6 separate regions of the Mus musculus genome follow, and all the other regions are linked to region 1. The links are chromatin contacts, called in public promoter capture Hi-C maps. All regions are on one chromosome and are shown on one strand. The core of a region is the stretch at or near the end of the contact, and the rest is flanking DNA. Distances in the headings are between cores, read along the strand shown.

Evidence for each region. Promoter capture Hi-C pulls out the DNA fragments that hold promoters and counts their contacts.
Region 2: a promoter capture Hi-C map of second pharyngeal arch cranial neural crest shows a contact between it and region 1. A contact is called at or near these places in 1 of 39 promoter capture datasets (second pharyngeal arch cranial neural crest) and 1 of 130 datasets of targeted methods (pancreatic cancer cells).
Region 3: a promoter capture Hi-C map of hippocampal neurons shows a contact between it and region 1, with 4 times the contacts expected there. A contact is called at or near these places in 1 of 39 promoter capture datasets (hippocampal neurons), 1 of 484 Hi-C or Micro-C datasets (embryonic stem cells) and 3 of 130 datasets of targeted methods (embryonic stem cells, fetal liver and large pre-B cells).
Region 4: a contact with region 1 is called in a promoter capture Hi-C map of second pharyngeal arch cranial neural crest. A contact is called at or near these places in 3 of 39 promoter capture datasets (cranial neural crest, liver and second pharyngeal arch cranial neural crest) and 1 of 130 datasets of targeted methods (bone marrow-derived macrophages).
Region 5: a promoter capture Hi-C map of the SN4741 cell line shows a contact between it and region 1, with 4 times the contacts expected there. A contact is called at or near these places in 2 of 39 promoter capture datasets (the SN4741 cell line and liver).
Region 6: a promoter capture Hi-C map of liver shows a contact between it and region 1, with 4 times the contacts expected there. A contact is called at or near these places in 2 of 39 promoter capture datasets (both in liver).

The regions. Positions count from the first base shown.
Region 1 is chr19:4,941,716-4,944,415 of GRCm38.p6, reverse strand. It overlaps Peli3 (pellino 3), which reads left to right and starts at 1,324. Exons shown (of 7, transcript NM_172835.3): 1 at 1,324-1,478; 2 at 2,504-2,656. The coding sequence starts at 2,505.
Region 2 is chr19:4,124,666-4,127,365 of GRCm38.p6, reverse strand. It overlaps Tmem134 (transmembrane protein 134), which reads right to left and starts at 1,406. Exons shown (of 8, transcript NM_001078649.1): 1 at 1,326-1,406; 2 at 1,166-1,324; 3 at 245-309. The coding sequence starts at 1,340. It also overlaps a transcript of Aip not described here.
Region 3 is chr19:4,394,456-4,397,159 of GRCm38.p6, reverse strand. 9430078G10Rik (transcription initiation factor TFIID subunit 4) reads right to left here and starts at 1,276. Exons shown (of 3, transcript XM_030251152.1): 1 at 1,267-1,276; 2 at 1-830. The coding sequence starts at 1,276. It overlaps Kdm2a (lysine (K)-specific demethylase 2A), which reads left to right and starts at 83. Exons shown (of 21, transcript NM_001001984.2): 1 at 83-849; 2 at 2,268-2,368. The coding sequence starts at 2,327.
Region 4 is chr19:4,161,996-4,164,729 of GRCm38.p6, reverse strand. It overlaps Rps6kb2 (ribosomal protein S6 kinase, polypeptide 2), which reads left to right and starts at 1,347. Exons shown (of 15, transcript NM_021485.3): 1 at 1,347-1,562; 2 at 1,868-1,908; 3 at 2,007-2,127; 4 at 2,402-2,470. The coding sequence starts at 1,485. Carns1 (carnosine synthase 1) reads left to right here. Exons shown (of 10, transcript NM_134148.2): 10 at 1-406.
Region 5 is chr19:5,662,334-5,665,033 of GRCm38.p6, reverse strand. Sipa1 (signal-induced proliferation associated gene 1) reads left to right here and starts at 1,327. Exons shown (of 17, transcript NM_001164480.1): 1 at 1,327-1,430. It overlaps Pcnx3 (pecanex homolog 3), which reads left to right. Exons shown (of 35, transcript NM_144868.3): 35 at 1-399.
Region 6 is chr19:5,566,736-5,569,435 of GRCm38.p6, reverse strand. It overlaps Ap5b1 (adaptor-related protein complex 5, beta 1 subunit), which reads right to left and starts at 1,412. Exons shown (of 3, transcript NM_001362046.1): 1 at 1,353-1,412; 2 at 829-996; 3 at 1-732. The coding sequence starts at 978.

The DNA.
Region 1 (2,700 bases), core at 75-2,574:
GAGCTCCAGGCCATTCAGGGGTATACAGTGAGACTCTCAAAACTAACAAACAAGCAAACAAAGTAAGGGGACTAGAGATGGCTCAGTGGCTAAGTGCAATGGCTGCTTGCTCTTTCAGAGAGCCTGGGTTTTTATTATTATTATTATTATTATTATTATTATTATTATTATTAGACAGGGTTTCTCTGTATAGTCCTGGCTGTCCTGTAACTCACTCTGTAGACCAGGCTGGCCTTGAACTCAGAAATCCGCCTGCCTCTGCCTCCCAAGTGCTGGGATTAAAGGCTTGCGCCACCACTGCCCAGCTCTGGGTTTGATACTTAGCACTGGCATGGTGGCTCACAACTGTTTGTAACTCCAGTCCCAGAGAATTCGAGTTTCTGGCCTCTGTTGGCACCAGGTAGGCATACAAGTGGTGCACAACCATACACGGAAGCAAAATACTCATATACATGAAAATAGATTTAATATAAAAAAAATAATGAGTCGTTCAAGGGCTGGAGATGTTGGTAAGTGGTAAAGTGTTTATCAAGGTGTATGAAGCCATGGGCCAGATCCTCTCTTGGTTCCTTTGTAGCAAGCCATTTCTGTAAATCTGTTTTGTGGCATCGGGGACAGGGGTGACAGGCCACAATTATCGTACCCGCCTTCCAAGGATTACAGGACTTAATTTGCCCAAATTCAACCCAGAGAGCCTGGTACTGACAGAAGAAAGCCTGTGGCCCTGAGGGACCGAGCACCCCAAAGTGGGCTTTCCTTTGAGGCTTTGCAAAGGATAGAAGCATGCTGTTGGGAGGGGAGGTCAGTGATTCATGTCTCTGGACACCAAGGAGGCCAGAGCTCACTGATTGTTGCACAGAGAGAAAGTGGTCGCGCTGAACTGAAAGACAGATCTGCACTCGAGACAACCGCAGTGGCTTTCCTCAGCCTCCACGGGTGATGCACCTTCCTCCGCCTCTTCTAGTAGTTTCCTTCCCTCTGTTTGCTCTGGGCTTCTCTGTAATTCCGAGATTTCCCCATAAAGGAGGCGGGGTCTTGGAGCAGCGGGTGGGCAGTCGCTAGTCTTAGGTTGGGAAAAGGAGCCTCTAGATTACTGTGTGAAAGGAGGCTCCGGTCTCGGGGAGAACCTAGAAGACCCCAGAATGAGGGTGAGGTGTCCGGAGCCTGGAATAAGAGAGGGGTCTTGTAGACAACCTCTTTGGCTTCCCAGACTACAGCCAGGCTTAAGCCGCAGGAGGCGGAGCCTCGGGGTAAGGTGGGGCCTCTAGGGGCGGAGCCGGGGCGGGGCGTGGGGCAAGGGGTGGGGCGTGGAGGTTTGTGTGCACATCCCTCCCTCCTCCGGGCCTCGGGTGTCCCCGTGACGAGGCTGCACCGAGCAGCCGCGGGCCGGGCCCATCCCGCCGCGGCAGTCCCGGGGCGCAGTAGAGGTGAGGCGGGTGGGGGCCAGCAGCACACAGAGAGCCCCAGAACGCCGCCAGGTGAGGCTGGCGAGGTGGGGGGCGGGGGGCTGTGTTGGGCGTGCGTTGGGGGCGTGTTTGAGTATCTGGGGGTGGCGGGGTTAAGAGAGCGGGTCTGAGGGCTGGCGCCTGTGGCTGTTAGCGCGGAGGCGCGTCTCTGCCGTAGGAGTTCTTGGGTATGCTGTGCCAGTCTAGGCACTGCCCGCGGGACTGACAGCGTGCGCGCGCGTATTTGTGAGGGGCCGCCTGGTGTGTATCTGCGTATGCTGTCATTGTGCCCTTCCCGAGCACGGGGTGCAGGCCTGCCTCTGCGCAGACCTTCCAACGTTGGGGCTGTTAACAGCCTGCGGGCGACTGACTCTGCTGCAGGAGGTGCCCGACTGGGGAGCGCCGCCCCCACAGGCCTCCAGAGACCTAAGCGGCCTGAGGACCACAGACAGACACCTGAGGGAGGGAGGGATCTGGAGGCCTGCCTGCATTGCCAGGCTAAGATAGGGAGACTGAGTCAGGTGGGTGGTAAGACAAAGGCAGACAGATAGAGGAAGGATAGAAGTAGGGACCGGAGTGGGGCGAGAACAGGCAGAAAAGGACGTGCTGGGAGGACAGAGAGTCATTGAGAACAGACAGACTGACAGAGGCCTAGACCTGCTGCAAAAAGGGCAATAAGATTAGAATGAAGACAGACACCCAAGAACCTGACAGAGAGCTTAACTGAGGTCTTGGGGTTAAGAGCTTAAGCCAGGAATTAAGTCTGAGTCTAGAGGTCTCTTAAGTCCTGGCTGCCCCTCTGCCAAACACATTCCATCCAAAGTTGGTATATTGCTCTAACCGACCAAACACTCTGACTCTGATTTTGCCATTTGTTTCTTGGTCTTGTCTCACCAGTCTCCCTCCTTGGTATCCCAGCAACCTCACCATTTGGGGGAAAGGAAGTAGTTATAATAACAAGTGTTGACGGACCATTCTTGCCTTGTGTCTAGCCAGAGCCTGAGAGGAGCTGGGGTGGGAAGTTGCAAGGTTCTTTTCTCTTCTCCCACTGTGCTCAGAATGGTGCTGGAAGGAAACCCTGACGTGGGATCCCCCCGGACCTCAGACCTCCAGCACCCGGGGAGCCAGGGCTCTTGCATCCTGTCTTGTCCTGGTGAAGAAGCACTGGCAGGCGAGGAGCCCATCAAGTATGGTGAACTCATCGTTCTGGGGTGAGCCTCCCTAGTCCAGGAGTGATGTGCTTGGGTAACTGTCC
Region 2 (2,700 bases), core at 157-2,656, 820 kb after region 1:
AGGGTGGGGACTGGATTAAACTGAGGATTCCTAGAAGACAGAAAGCCTGGCATTGATAAGGTGGAGGACCGGGGCACTGGGGTAAGGTGACCCAGCTGGACAGCAGATCCCATGAGAGAAGCAGGGCTAGGAATCCCTGTAAGACAGGTAAGTGCATCTGGTTGGGACTGGGCAGGTCCTTGCAGACAGGAGCCTGAGACACGGGGCCTGGGATAAGAAGGGTGGGTCCCCACCTGGCCCTGACCTGGTGCTGACTCCCCCATCCGGCTCCGGAGAGGCCTGGGCTCCGTCCTCATCATTTTCCAGGTTCTGTTACAGGACATAAGGTTCAGATAAGCTTCAGGAATGGGCCTTTCCACTGCCCTCTGGGGGGAGGAGAAAGGCAGCCTGACAGCTTCTGCCTGGCACATCTGGCAGCTGCTCTCCTGCCTCTCCCTGCCCTCCCAGCGGAACCGGTTTGATGATTCAGAAACCAAAACCTGGGTAGGAAGTAGGTGGCTGTTGGGGGCTTCAGCACAGAATCCAGCAGGGGTGGGCTGCCAGCATGGATCCCAGGAGCAGGTGACCACTCAAATGAGGCTCTCAGGATTTTTCAGGGACCCAACATAGAGACTTTGGATTTGGTATAGCATAGCACAGGCCTCTGGGTCTTACGTCCTAAAGAACGATAGGGTTGGGGGAAGCTACCTGAGACAATGATTTATGGTGTGGTTTAGTATGAAGAGATGGGCAAACACATCATGTGTGGGGACCTCCACTTTTAGGGTGATTCTCAAAGCAGAGGGGATGCGGAGGCTCCATAGGTCACGTGATCTGGGGCTCAAGGGATGCTGTAAATATCGACAAGGTCTGGTTCAGATTGGAAGTACTCCCCAAACTCCTCGGAGTGATATTGGGGTGTCAGTCTTCAAGACAGGTGGGTTCTACACTGTTGCTAAGGCCTGGGTTCCTAGTCCGAGTTTCCGGCTCTCCACAGCTGCACTGGAACCGAACTCAGAGCTCAGAGGGCAAGGACATAAATCTGGATGAGCAGACACGTCTAGGGGACAATTTTCCGCTCCGCTGGGGTCTCTAGGCAGAGGCTCCGGAGTTAGAATTCTCCGGGGCCCGGCCTGGGGTTCCGCCCTATCCTGGACAAGAGGGTGAGACGAGCAGGGCCGTTCACCTGGTAGCGTAGCCGGGACTGCTTGTCTTCATCAGCCACCTCGAACCGAGCCCGGCGTTCGAAGTGCAGCGGCCCGAAGCGGGCGACCCCGCTGGACTCGGGCTCAGGCCCCGCGTCCTCCAGGGTCAGCTCGAAGGCATCATCGATGCTAAACTGGGGGCCGGGCGGCGCTCATGGCCCCCGCCGGCCTAGGCGCCCAGCGCCGCCGCCATTTGAGCCCGCCACGGCCCCGCCCACCAAACAGGGCCCGCCCTCACAGGGCCCGCCCCGTCTCCCTGGGAGCGAAGATCTGCCCTCTACAACCGCCCCGCCCTTGCCCGCTCCTCCTCTGCAGGCCTGAGCAGCAGAATGCAGAGTTGCTTCGGGATCGCGTCAGAGTCTCGCGGGTAGCGGGACTCGCGGCGCCCCCCAGAGGTTCCCTTGGTGAGCGACAGCCCCGGCTGTGACCAGGACCGATCTAAGCTTGTGCTTGTAAGGGAGGGGGGAGGGGAGGAGGGGGGACGGAGGGACGGGGTGTGTGTGGTGTGTGTGTGTGTGTGTGTGACGGGGTGTGTGTGGTGTGTGTGTGTGTGTGTGTGTGTGTGTGTGTGTGACGGGGTGTGTGTGGTGTGTGTGTGTGTGTGTGTGTGTGGTTGCTTTCTCTGCCCAGGGGTGTGAGGTGTGTGTGTGGTTGCGTGGTGTGTGTGTGTGTGTGTGTGTGTGTGTGTGTGGTTGCTTTCTCTGCCCAGGGGTGTGAGGTGTGTGTGTGGTTGCTTTCTCTGCCCAGCAGCTCAAACCTCATGAGGTAGCCTGGATTCCAGTCCGCACTCCAGTGCCATAGAAACTCTTGGACCTGTTCCTCCATCCTACTCACCACAGCTTCCAATGGAGGGGTGTCCTTGTCATTTTTCAGATGTGGACACTGAGGCTCAGAGCTTATATTGTTTTCTCCAATTCAGAATACATGGGGCAGCTAAAGTGATTAAAAAACAATCTTTCTAGCACTGAGTCTGCATTCCCTTCTATCTTTTTTTCTTTTTTTTTTTTGGTTTTCTTGGAAGAGGAGCTCCCTATTTAGCTCACTCTGGCCTTGAATTCCTGATCTTTTTGCCTTAGCTTTTATAGTACTGCTTTCTCTTCAGTGCTCAGGAGTGTTTGGAACTGAATAGATGTATAAATAATAGTAAATATCGGTGGCAGTTTGTCAAAGTGCTACGTCTGAAATTTGAACCCATATCTTTCTAGCTTACAAAGTGTTTGCCCTCCTCCACGTCCAACCGCCCTCACATTTTATGATCTCCCATAAAGAACTGAGTCAACCCAACTTCTCATTTTATGGTTAAAGAGGCTCCTCTCTAGTTGTGGTCATTCATTCCCCCCCCCCCATTCCCTCCATCCCCATCTTCCTCCCCTCCCCTTCTTCTCCCAAGACCTGGCCTCACTGAGTTTCAACCCAGCCTGGCTCTTACGTGGCATTGTCTTCTGTATGGATGTGTTTGCAGTGTACAAACATGGGCTCCTGTATCAAGTGCATTCTGTTGTTTACATTTTTCCAT
Region 3 (2,704 bases), core at 27-2,526, 550 kb after region 1:
GGGGTGGAGAGGCGACGGGAGGGAGGGGGTGGTGGTGAAGAGAGGGCGCCTGCGCAGTGAGGCCGGAGGAGCTGTGTGTATGTGAGAATCTGACGGGTTCAAAATGGCGGCGGCTGCTTCAGCGGATCCTCCTGTGTGAGGGAAACAACACCCCTCCCCGGCAGCGGCGGCGGCGGCGGCGGCGGGCCGCAGAGCACCTTTCCAGTTCCCGGGCCCGTCGCGGTTGTTTCCCTCCCGGGCAGTGGGCTCTTCGCGTGGAAGGGCAACGTCAGGGGGCCCATCCCCCGGAGTCCCTCCTCTGCTACTGGGGAGTAGCTGGGGGTGTACGGGGGATCGTCCCGCAGCGCGGAGCCCCGGCTCAGGGGACGACGCAAAGGCAGCCGAAGGCCCCCGGTCAGGGCGCTTCGCTGCTCCCGCCCTCTCCGCCCCCCGGGGCCGGGGCCCGCGTTCCGGGGGGCCGGGCGGCGCGGGGAGCGTCGGCCGGGCGGGTCTCAGCTGATCGGCCGCGGTTCCTGGGCTTCGGTAGCGGCTGTGGCCGGCTGAGGGTACCGAGAGGAGGGTGTTTCCCGCGGCCCGGTTGACCCGGGTCTCGGGCTGGGGCTGCTGACCGCCAGCTTGGGGGAGTAGCCGAGTGGTCTTGCTTCCCTGACGCCTCGGACGCGGAGTCTGTAAAAGCCAGAAGAGGAGGTTTGATTCAGTAACTGTTTCCTCTTTTCCGGGTCGCTCTGACCCTTCTCTGGATACTGGGTTAATACACAGAAATACCGAAGACGACGTTTGGGATTTTATTTTGTCTGTGTTTGGAATTTTACTTCTCTCTTGGACAAGAACTCAAGAACAAAATCCTCGGTGAGATTTCCCCTCCCCCCTCCCCCGCCCTGGGAAGTTTGGTTCCCGGTCTTATCTAAAGACTTAATGTAAAGTTTTTATTTCTTTGCAAGGGGTGAGCCACAGAACGCCTTTTCCCTAGGGGAGCAGTCGAGGTTTACCGCTTTGCTGTCCGGCCCTGGGGTGCAGACTGTGTCCCTCGCGACCGAGGCCGAGGAGGGCAGTGCCACGAACTGCTCTCGCAAACTATGTCATCGGGTCCTCTGAAAGGATTTTGTTAACGTGGCCGTATTATATTTACAAGAGAGAAAAAAAACATTTGTATATCCAATTAGAAGCCATTATTCTGGAGAAAGATATTTAGAAAAACGAAAACCCTTGCTTGGTGTTGTGGATTGATTGACGTGCCAACCGGCCTTTATTTAATGGATGTTTCACCCGTATCCATATATCGAGACGTTTCATTTATTATTTACTCATCTAGATTAGATGGTATTTTTGCCTCCGTTTGCAACTCTCAAATTTGTTCTGTAGTTGTCCACCTTGAGGTGGATGGTAGTTTGGGGAAGGCAGTTCCTTACTAGAAGGATATGGGACATTGGTTTGAAGTCTTTCTGTAAAACCAAATTTTTCTTGCCCTCTTTTTTTTTTTTTTTAATGAAAGTAACCTCCCCGTTTTGCTTATAATTTGTTATTACCTGTTTGAGAACTCACTGGTTTAGGGTCTGGCTTAGTTTTGTGTGTACTTCACCTTCACCTGGCCATTCAGCACTTTAGAAATAAAAGTCCTTCCTGGGTTTGGTGCTGCACACCTTTGCCAGCACTGGGCAAGCAGAGGCAGTCGGGTCTCTTGTAAGTTGGAGGCAAGCCTGGTTGGTCTATGTTGTAGTTCCAAGACCACCAGGGCTATGTAGAGAGATCCTGTCTCAAAACAACAAAACTTAAACACACACACACACCAGCAAACATACAGAAGAAGAGAAGTAAAAGTCCTGAGCCTTTTCACCTGCATTATATCTGTGTAAGGGTCCCTTAGAACTGGAATCAGACAGTGACCTGCCATGTGGTTGTTGAGAATTGAACTCGGATCCTCTTGAAAAGCAGCAGTGCTGTTAAGCACTGAGCCATGTCTCCAGTCCCCTCTATCTATCTATCTCTTTATCTATCTATTGCTAATGTTAGCAGGAAGAATTTTGCTAGTTGCAATCCCATGAGCAGAAACAAATGATGTGGCTGGTCCTAAGGAACTGAAACCAAAGTCTCCTTTTGCTTAGGTCTTATTTTATAGTTGTGATGTGATTAATATTGACAAGACATGGCACCATTTGCCCAAGAGGATAAAGGATTCTCAGAGTCTTTAACTTAATGAGAAGGGGAGGTATAAGTTCCATAATGAGTTCTTATTTCTCTTCATTTCCTTTGTAAATTTGGATCCTTAGGAAGAGGAAGGCATCCCTGGAGTGGTTTCTTTACTGTACTTCCATCAGAAGAGTGAGAGATGGAACCTGAAGAAGAAAGGATTCGGTACAGCCAGAGATTGGTTAGTATTTTCAATTCCCTCCTTTTGGAAAAAATTATTTTAGATGGCTTTTCTGTGTACCAGAGGAGGGGTGAAAATATATTGATATCTCACTTGGTTTTTTTTTTGGTTTTGTTTTTTGGGGTGTTTTTTTTTTTTTTTTTTTGGTCAGGTAGTTAGAACCTTAATTTATAGTGTTTGGCAGTGGAGTTAAAGTCTTAAGTTTTAGAGAAATCATTGCAGTTCTGAAAATCAAAGGATTTTGTGGATTGTAATGAGACAAAGATTCCTAACTTTGCAATAGTGGCATTGTAGTAAATCTAATTAAGTTATATTAAAATGTAAATTTTAAGAACA
Region 4 (2,734 bases), core at 98-2,597, 780 kb after region 1:
TAGTGCCCCTATGTTACAGATGAGGAAGCAGGCTCAGAGAGAGAAAAAAAAAAAAAGACTGCCTCCAAGTTCCTATTATAGTGGATGTAGACAGAATGCCAAGGCCAACCTTCTCTGTTTACTGTTTTAAACGCTCAGTTAGCCTCCAGGTCCTCTCTCCTTTCTATCTTCATTTATAGGCAGCACTCAGACTCCTAAACACCTGCCTCCCATACACCACACACGATCTCTACCAGCTTTGTTGCTTTGGCCTCTGGCATTCCTAGCTAGCTTGGCCCTGGGACTTCTGTGTACACCTTTCCTCATTTTAGGGAGCTAGCTACTCTGAAAACACCTGTCTTTGCTCAGGAGCCGAGGACAGCTCCTGAAACCTGCCTACCTAAATAAAGACTTGTTAACTAGTGAAGTATCCGGAGTCCAGTGTTTTAGCTAGTGCTCCCCTCCCAGGTTCAGTAGGTGGGGAGCTGGGAAGTGGGAGGGAGAGGTAGAAAGCACCCCATTGGCTGGGCCCCAGGGTTGACCTTTGCTACGGGCTTACCTTATATCTACATGTATGTTTGAGATTTTTTTTTCTTGAATTATAATCCTAAATCATATTCAGGCAGTAATCCCTCTGCAGACCTGGATACCCCTAAATTTTGTTCATCTGAGTTCATATCCTATACCTCAGTGGGCATCCCGTGTGCAATGGAAAAGCTATCCAGACAGACTCCAATAGAAATGGACAGGCTTCGTTTGGGATCGAACCCCAGCAGTCACTTGCCATTTGTATGGCAAGTGATTTTACCCGCTGAACCATCTCGCCAGTTCTCATCCATCCTTTCAACTATATTCTATTAAAATATCTATTCTGAACTAGGCAGCTCAAATACTCGGTATGCATACATTAGCAAAAGTCCATATTTAGGTGTGTTGAGCCCTTCAGAAAGGGAGCCTTGAAACAAAGCCCAGGCAGTCGCCCAGAAAATGTCAGACCTGCAGGGTCTGTGAGCTTCAGGGAGGTTGTATGGAGTGTCCCTAATACAGCTTACTGTCCCCTAATACAACCGAACAGACACAAGTTTTCTTTCTGGGCAGCTCACAGCACTAAGAAGGGCTGAGGAGTTGCCACTTAAACGTTCATGCATCTGTAATTCTGCCCATTAAATCTTGAACTTGCTCCAGAGTCAAAATGGGAGCCTCTGTGCGCGCGGCTCGGGGCGAGAGCTGGCCCAGGAGAAACCGACAAGGAAGATGGTCTAGTAAAGCCTATTCTATTCATAAGGCTTGCAGGATGGGAGGTCCAGATGTCTGGAACTACGACTCCCGAGAGGCTTTCCGACAGGCGCCATCTTTTCTTCCCACTCGACTTGAGAGTGGGTGAAGCTATTGCGTCAACAGAGCGAGCGGCTGCTGTCGCGGAGAAATGACGTAGGCACAGCCCGGTGCTGTCAGTCAGAGTTCTGCCTGGTCCGGGCCAAGGGTCCCGCGGGACCGGCGGGGCCATGGCGGCCGTATTTGATTTAGACTTGGAGACCGAGGAAGGGAGCGAGGGCGAGGGCGAACCGGAGTTCAGCCCTGCGGTGAGTGTTTCTCTCCGGGCGCGACTGGACCCGGGAGCCCGGCTGGTTAACCAAAACCCTGGCGCTCCCAACTCTGAGTGGTTTGTGACCCCTACAAACCCAGATCCAGCCCCAACCCCAACCCCAGCCCCAGCCCCTGGACCCAATCTTTCCTTTTCTATCCTTGGTCTCTCCTTCCCAACCTTTCCCCATCCCTGCTCCTGTCTTCTATCCTTGGTCCTCTCCCCTGGGCCAAGCAGTTGAGCCTAGGTTGGGAGGAGGTATTCTGGCACCTCCCATGGTTCTTATTACTTGGTTTCTCACAGGACGTGTGTCCCCTTGGCGAATTAAGGGCTGCTGGCCTGGAGTGAGTGAGGGTCTTGCTTGGGGGGTGGGGGTATGGAGTAGGGGTCGGGACTTGGAGTACACTAGAGCCTTTCCCTCATTAACTTATTCTGTCTTTAGGACAGTGGGACACTATGAAGAAGTAGAGCTGACAGAGAGCAGCGTGAACCTGGGTCCTGAGCGCATCGGGCCCCACTGCTTTGAGCTACTGAGTGTACTGGGCAAGGGGGGCTATGGCAAGGTACTAACATCCCTCTCTCCCTGGCGACCTCAGCTCTAGCCTGAGACAGCATACTATCCTTCACACCCAATAGGCTTGTAAATGTACGGAGTCTCTGATGGAATTCAGAGCTGGAGACCTGGGGGAAGGAAGGGCATATCCTTTCAAAATCTGATGGAGATCTTTACTGTTCCACCCTTAAGCTGAGTTTAGACCTTTTGGTCCCTTTAGGGTGGGGCAACCTTGAAGGTGGGGTGTGGTCAGAGAAGTTAATCCTGTCTCCCCTGCCCTACAGGTGTTCCAGGTGAGAAAAGTGCAAGGCACCAACTTGGGAAAAATATATGCCATGAAGGTCTTAAGGAAGGTGAGTCACTCGCTTAGCCAGCAGAGACAGAGTAGCTGCCATCCCCATCAGCCTGTGCCAGGTCTCGGGAAGACAGCCGGAAACATGATAAAGACAGTCCTTATCTTGACACTTGCTGACTTAGCATCTATTGTCATACATACGATTTTGGAGTAATTCTTGGATGGAAGAAGCTGGCCTGCTAGGGCACATATGGCAAGCTTTGATTGTCAGGACTCATGAGGACAGGCAGTACTGTTGGCATTCTGTGAATAGAAGCCCAGG
Region 5 (2,700 bases), core at 78-2,577, 720 kb before region 1:
CTGGATCGCATCCCGGGACTCAGTAACTCGGACTCTGCTGGACTACAGAACTGATTGGCTTTGGCTCTGGTGTCTGCACCCTGATATCTGGCTACTTCAGTGTCACAACTCAGTGACCTAGACTTCTCTCCCTGATCCGTGGCCTGGATCCCAAACTGAGGCAGCAGCCTCCTAGCCAGGCCCTAAGAGCCAAACCCATGGGCTGGTCCCTCATTGGAGCCCATGGCCAGGACTGACTTTGCCTCTGGGGCCTGCACTGCCCCCAAGGCTGGCCTCCTTAGCCTGGACCTGGGGCCCGATATGTGGCAAGGGTGGGTTCATTCGTTCTTTTGTCATTTTTCTTTCTTTTTTTTTCTGTGCTTCAGAGACACCAAATTAATAACACTATTTTTGATTTTGGTTGGCAGTTTTATTTTCTGTGGGACGAGGTGAGGTTGGTAGAGGTGCCGGAGGCAGGGAGGCTGAAGTCAGAAGAGTGTGAGGGATAAGGGGTCAGACTGCTGGGCTCCAGGCAGACATGAGGTGGGATGGGCTGCCTTCCTCACCTGCCTCTGCCTTTCTTTTTTTTTTTTTTTTTTTAATGGTTTAAGAGCTTTATTATAGAAATGCAGGGGGGAAGAGAAAAGGTAGAGAGAGAGAGTGTGTGGGGACGGGGAAGGCTAGAGAAGAAGAAAGAGAAAGGAGAGAAAAGACAAAGGGAAGAGGAGAAAGAAGTGAGAGGATAAAGGAGAGAGCTGAGCCTCTGCTTTTCAAGCAGTCCTCTATGCCCAGGTGGCTCACACATCCATCAGCCTTGATCTTGATCAAAGACTGCTCAACCTCATTTGTTCCAAGCTTAAAGAAAATAACAGGTGAATAGAAAGGATTCTATTTCGTTTTTGAGACAGGGGCTTACTATGTACTCCCTATGTACATCAGGCTGGCCTTGACCTCAGATCCACCTGCCTCTGCCTTCAGAGTGCTGGATTTAATGGTGTTCGCCATTGCATAAATGGTAGCCTGTGTAGATCAGTTATCTAGCTTGGCCCAGCCCTTAAAGAGTGAAATAGTTTCTGGCCCTAATACCTGCTGTCTGCTGAGCCACAGCAGGACACTAAGTGGCCTCTAGCGCTCCAATTGGTCTGGAAGGCAGGTACATTTGTTCCCATTTCTCGGTGAAGTCACTGACTGGGCTAGGACCGGGAGTTAAAAGAGCAGCTGAAGGCTGGGACAGAGAACTTCAGGCTGTCCGGGGCTGCCTAGGTTCCTGTCGGAGGTCCCCACCCACTGTGCTTCCCGCCTTAGACAGCTCCCGGGTAGTCCCGCCCCTCCACTACGTACCGCCTCCATCCTGGCCCCGCCCCCAGGCGGAGCGGAGGCGCCGGGAGCGGTGTGAGCAGGCAGCGGGACCTTGGTGCGGAAGGCAGCGGTGGCCAGCTTGAGCCCGAGAGGTACTGGCGGGATCAGGGATCGGGAGGCACCAGGTTCGGGCTGGATACCCAACAAAGTAGCCTGGACGTGAACCCTTGTAGTGTGGGGAGGAACGGGACTATTGGCTGCTTTCGCTACACGTACCCCACCCAACCTCCTGCCCCAGTCCAGCCCCGAGTCAGCACGTCCAGTGTTCTGTCTCCTGCTGGCAGCTCCCACTCCCTCCTCTGCATGAGCAGATTCAGAGCTCCACTGAGTGGATTCATTGGTTCTGGACTTTTCTCAGCAATGCTGGCAGCTGCTCCTGCTGCTGAGTGTGTGGGGCTCCCCCTATTCTGGGGCTCCCCTTTTCCCAGTGTGACCTCTTTCCCAGCCTTTGCAATCCTGAGTCTGGCCTGGGAGGAAACATCTGCAGCACTCCCTGGCAACAGAAATAGGGTCACGACCTCCAGATGTGCTGGGAAGCATCCAGCGCCTCCTCCTGGGGCAGCCAGGCCTTCCGGATCTGTGGGGGCGGGGCACCCCCCTTTTCCCCCCTCAGTGACACAGGCTGCAAGGAATGTCCTGGCCTCAATGGACCTTGTGTGAAGATGAGGGGTGGGGGGCAGAGCCCAAGTACACCCCTTAAGGCAGGGCCAGAACAAGAGGGAGCTCCTGGACTGGGCTGCACACATTCCCAGGGCTCCTCCCGGCACTGCGGCCTCAGTCTGTGCCCACAGCTTGGTCTATGGACCTGGGGCCTGCACAGTTCACACACGGACATAGTTGGCTTCACCTTTCAGTTTCCAAGGAGTCTTCAAAGAACTCATGAAGTGCAGCATCAGAGCTTATCCTAGAAGACAGACAGACAGACAGGAAGACCCTGAGGAGGTCTGCTCTTGTTTGGTTCTGGAGACCCAGCTGAGGGGCACCGTGGAGCTGCTCCCTGTCCCCTCCCAGCCTGGCCCCCTTGATGCCACTGGATGATGCAAAAAAAAGTACTAATGGAGGCCTGCCCCTGCCCCAGCTGTTGGCTCCATTCCTAGCTCACGCCGAGGTAGGCTCGGCCTTCTCACACCTTTTGCACCTGCCTAGTGTAGCTTCACCACATTTCCGCACTTAGTAGGTCCCTGGGGCCTTGGGTGTTTCAGCCTTACATCCTGTGAGACCTTGAGCCTCTCCCGTCTCCCCTCACAAGGCTGCCTTACTCCTACGCACACGGGCAGAGTAGGCAGGTGCAGCTCTGACAAGTCCAGAAGCAGCAGTTCTCAACCTGTGTGCTGGGACCCCTTTGAGGGTCGAGCAGTCCTT
Region 6 (2,700 bases), core at 163-2,662, 620 kb before region 1:
GGCCCAGCCCAACAGCCACAGAAGTTGAGCCTGAGCCACAGGAGTGAGCAGATAGGAAGTGTCCAGAAGCTGGGCCACGGCAGCCTTCAGCTCTCGGGCGTCCTCGGGGCTGGGCTCTAGAACCGGAAAGCCACGCTCCTCCTCCCCAGCTGTGGGCCAGCTGGGCCCCTGGGGCTTAAGATGGGCATCCCATTCCTCAGCCAGGGTCCAGTCCCAGGGACAACTCCCAGTGGAGAAGTCCTCAGCCACCAGCAGGCCTTGCAGGCCAGCCCCAGACCTGGACTGTACCACCAAGGTGTCGTGTAGAACAAGGGCCAGAAGCAGGCTGACAGGCTGGATGGGACCTGTTTGCCCTGGGAGGCTCCGCAGCATCCCCAGGGCGCCGGCCAGCAGCCCAGGCTTACAGCGCTCAAGTTCTCCAAGGCATTCACAGGCTGTGGCCTGTAGATGGCGCTGTTCTGAAGGGGTTCCAAAGCTTCGTCCCAAGTCTCGGCCTGAAGCTAAGCCAAGAAGTAAGGGCAGAAGCCGGCAGGAAGCTCCCGAAGTGGGTCCGAGAGCATCTCCTGACACCAGGGCTGTAGTGGCTGCCAACAACAGGAGCCTCCGGAGAGCTGAAGGTCTTGTGGGCAGGAGGACAAGCGTGTCCAACAGGGAAGTGGCAGCAGCCTCCGCGGCAGGTGCATCAGGCCAAAGTTTATCAGAGTACTCCAAGCTCAGTGTCAGTAAGGAAACCTGAGATGGGGGATTTAAGAGGAACTCGTTGAGTTCAGCATGCGGTAGTATGAAGCAACCATATGGACCACGGCAGGGCACACGGGCAGGACCTACCTTGGTCTGCTCGCTTAGCTTTTCACTCCTTAGGTCACTCAACAGGTCGCGACCCAAATCCTCACCTTCGGCACCTGCCAGAAAGGCGGATGGGCTGGCTCGGAAGGCCCCCAGGCGCTGGGCCCAGGCTTCTCGACCTAGGGGCCCCATGGTCAGTCATCCACTTCTCTGTAAAGGGAAGAGAGCATCAGACACCGAGGCGAGGACGACGCGCAGGCCTTTACGGCCACTAGAGGGCGCCCAGGTCCTCCACCTTCCCGAGGGGCTGCTGTTACCCTAGGGCCGTCTTGCAGACCCCTCCCCGCCCCCCAATGCCTAGGTCCCGAGATGAACTCTGGAGGCTTCGGAGATAATGCCGGAAGCAACAGCCCGGGCCCCTGCAGGATAGGACCCGCAGGATCGGGGTGGGGGTGCCCAGAAGGTGCGTGCGGAGAGCTCATTAAGCCTCCCGCCTACGAAGGGCATCGAAACCACAGCGTCGCTCGCGCCCCTGGCGCCCGTGGTAACGGGTCGGCCTCTCTCACCGCTTGAGTCAGCTGCCGCGGGCGCTCGGTCGGCTCCTTCCGGGCTGGCAGGCTGGCGGCGCGGGCCGGGGCGGGGCGCGGCGCTCGGCGCGTGGGCGGCCGGGACGGGGCGAGCCCGGGGGCGGGGCGTAACGGAGCCTCCGCCTGCCACGCCCGCCAGGCCGGCAGGTGCCGACTCGCCGGTTTCGCCAGGTCTGAGTAACTGTCTCGCCGTGCAGGCCCCCTGCCCCGAAACTGCCGCAGGCACGGGCAGGGGCGGGGTTTGGTGGGCCGGGCTCCCGGTCCGCTCCCCGATGGAACTGCGTTCCCAGGCCCTGGAGCAGAACAGCGGCTTGGGCAGATCGGGAAGGCGGCCAGCGCGTCCCCCAGTCCTCCCGCCCGGGCCCGGTGACTGCGCGCTTGGCCCGGCTGCTTGAATGCGGGTCTTCGGGCGGCCGCTGGGTGGCGCGCGAGGCGCAGTCCCAGGGCAGAGCAGGAAGAGCAAGGCGTGGGTCACTGCGGGACCGGTCGAACCGGCGCCGCAGGGCTTGGCTTGGCGTCCTCAACGCTGACCTGGCGTCGGGGGTGCTGGGGGGGACCACCTCGCTCTGCTTGGAGGCGAGGACCCGGGGCCAGGGTCGCAGCCGGATGGTAGCTGCTGACCTTTGCCCGAAGTCGCACGGATTGCCTACAGGGGTCGGGCGCGCTAGAGTAGAGCGAGCAGGGCGGGACCTTAAGACGCAGCGAAGCCGAAACACAACGGGATCCTGACTCTAGGTGTGCGTGTTGGCGGGGCCTGGAGGGTCACTCAGCTCGTAACACACCTAATATGAACCGAGAAACCAAGGCTTGAGAAGACAACGGCCGGGCTGCCAGACTTCTGGCCAAGTAGTACACACGCTACCTACTAGAGTCCAGAGGACTGTATCTGGGCTTGTTGGCGAGTCCCAGGCTGTGGGTGCTCACTGGCCCGCTAGTTTCAGGGGCTCAGACCTTCTGTCGTCCAAATCTCATACTCACCGTCCTATAAAGCCTCCTGCTAGCCACTTTGAAGATGAAACACCTGAGCCCCCATTGCTAGCCTCTGGCTATTTCTTTGTCTTTGTCCCTTTGGGTGGCCCAAGTTCCTTCCTAGCCCCTTATCCTGACCTGGCTGCAGATGAGAGTGGTGAGGTAGGGTCCTAAAAAGAAGACTGCCTGGGCCCCCAGAACAAGGGTAGAAGAAGAGAGAATGGAGACATGGGGGCGTTGGGGGAGGCACGGGGAGCTAGAAGACCTGGTCTCTGCTCTTCTGGGCTCTGGCTCCACAGCTGACTCACAGGCGACAGCTCTAAACCACTTCCCTCTAGGTGCCTCAGTTTCCCCATCT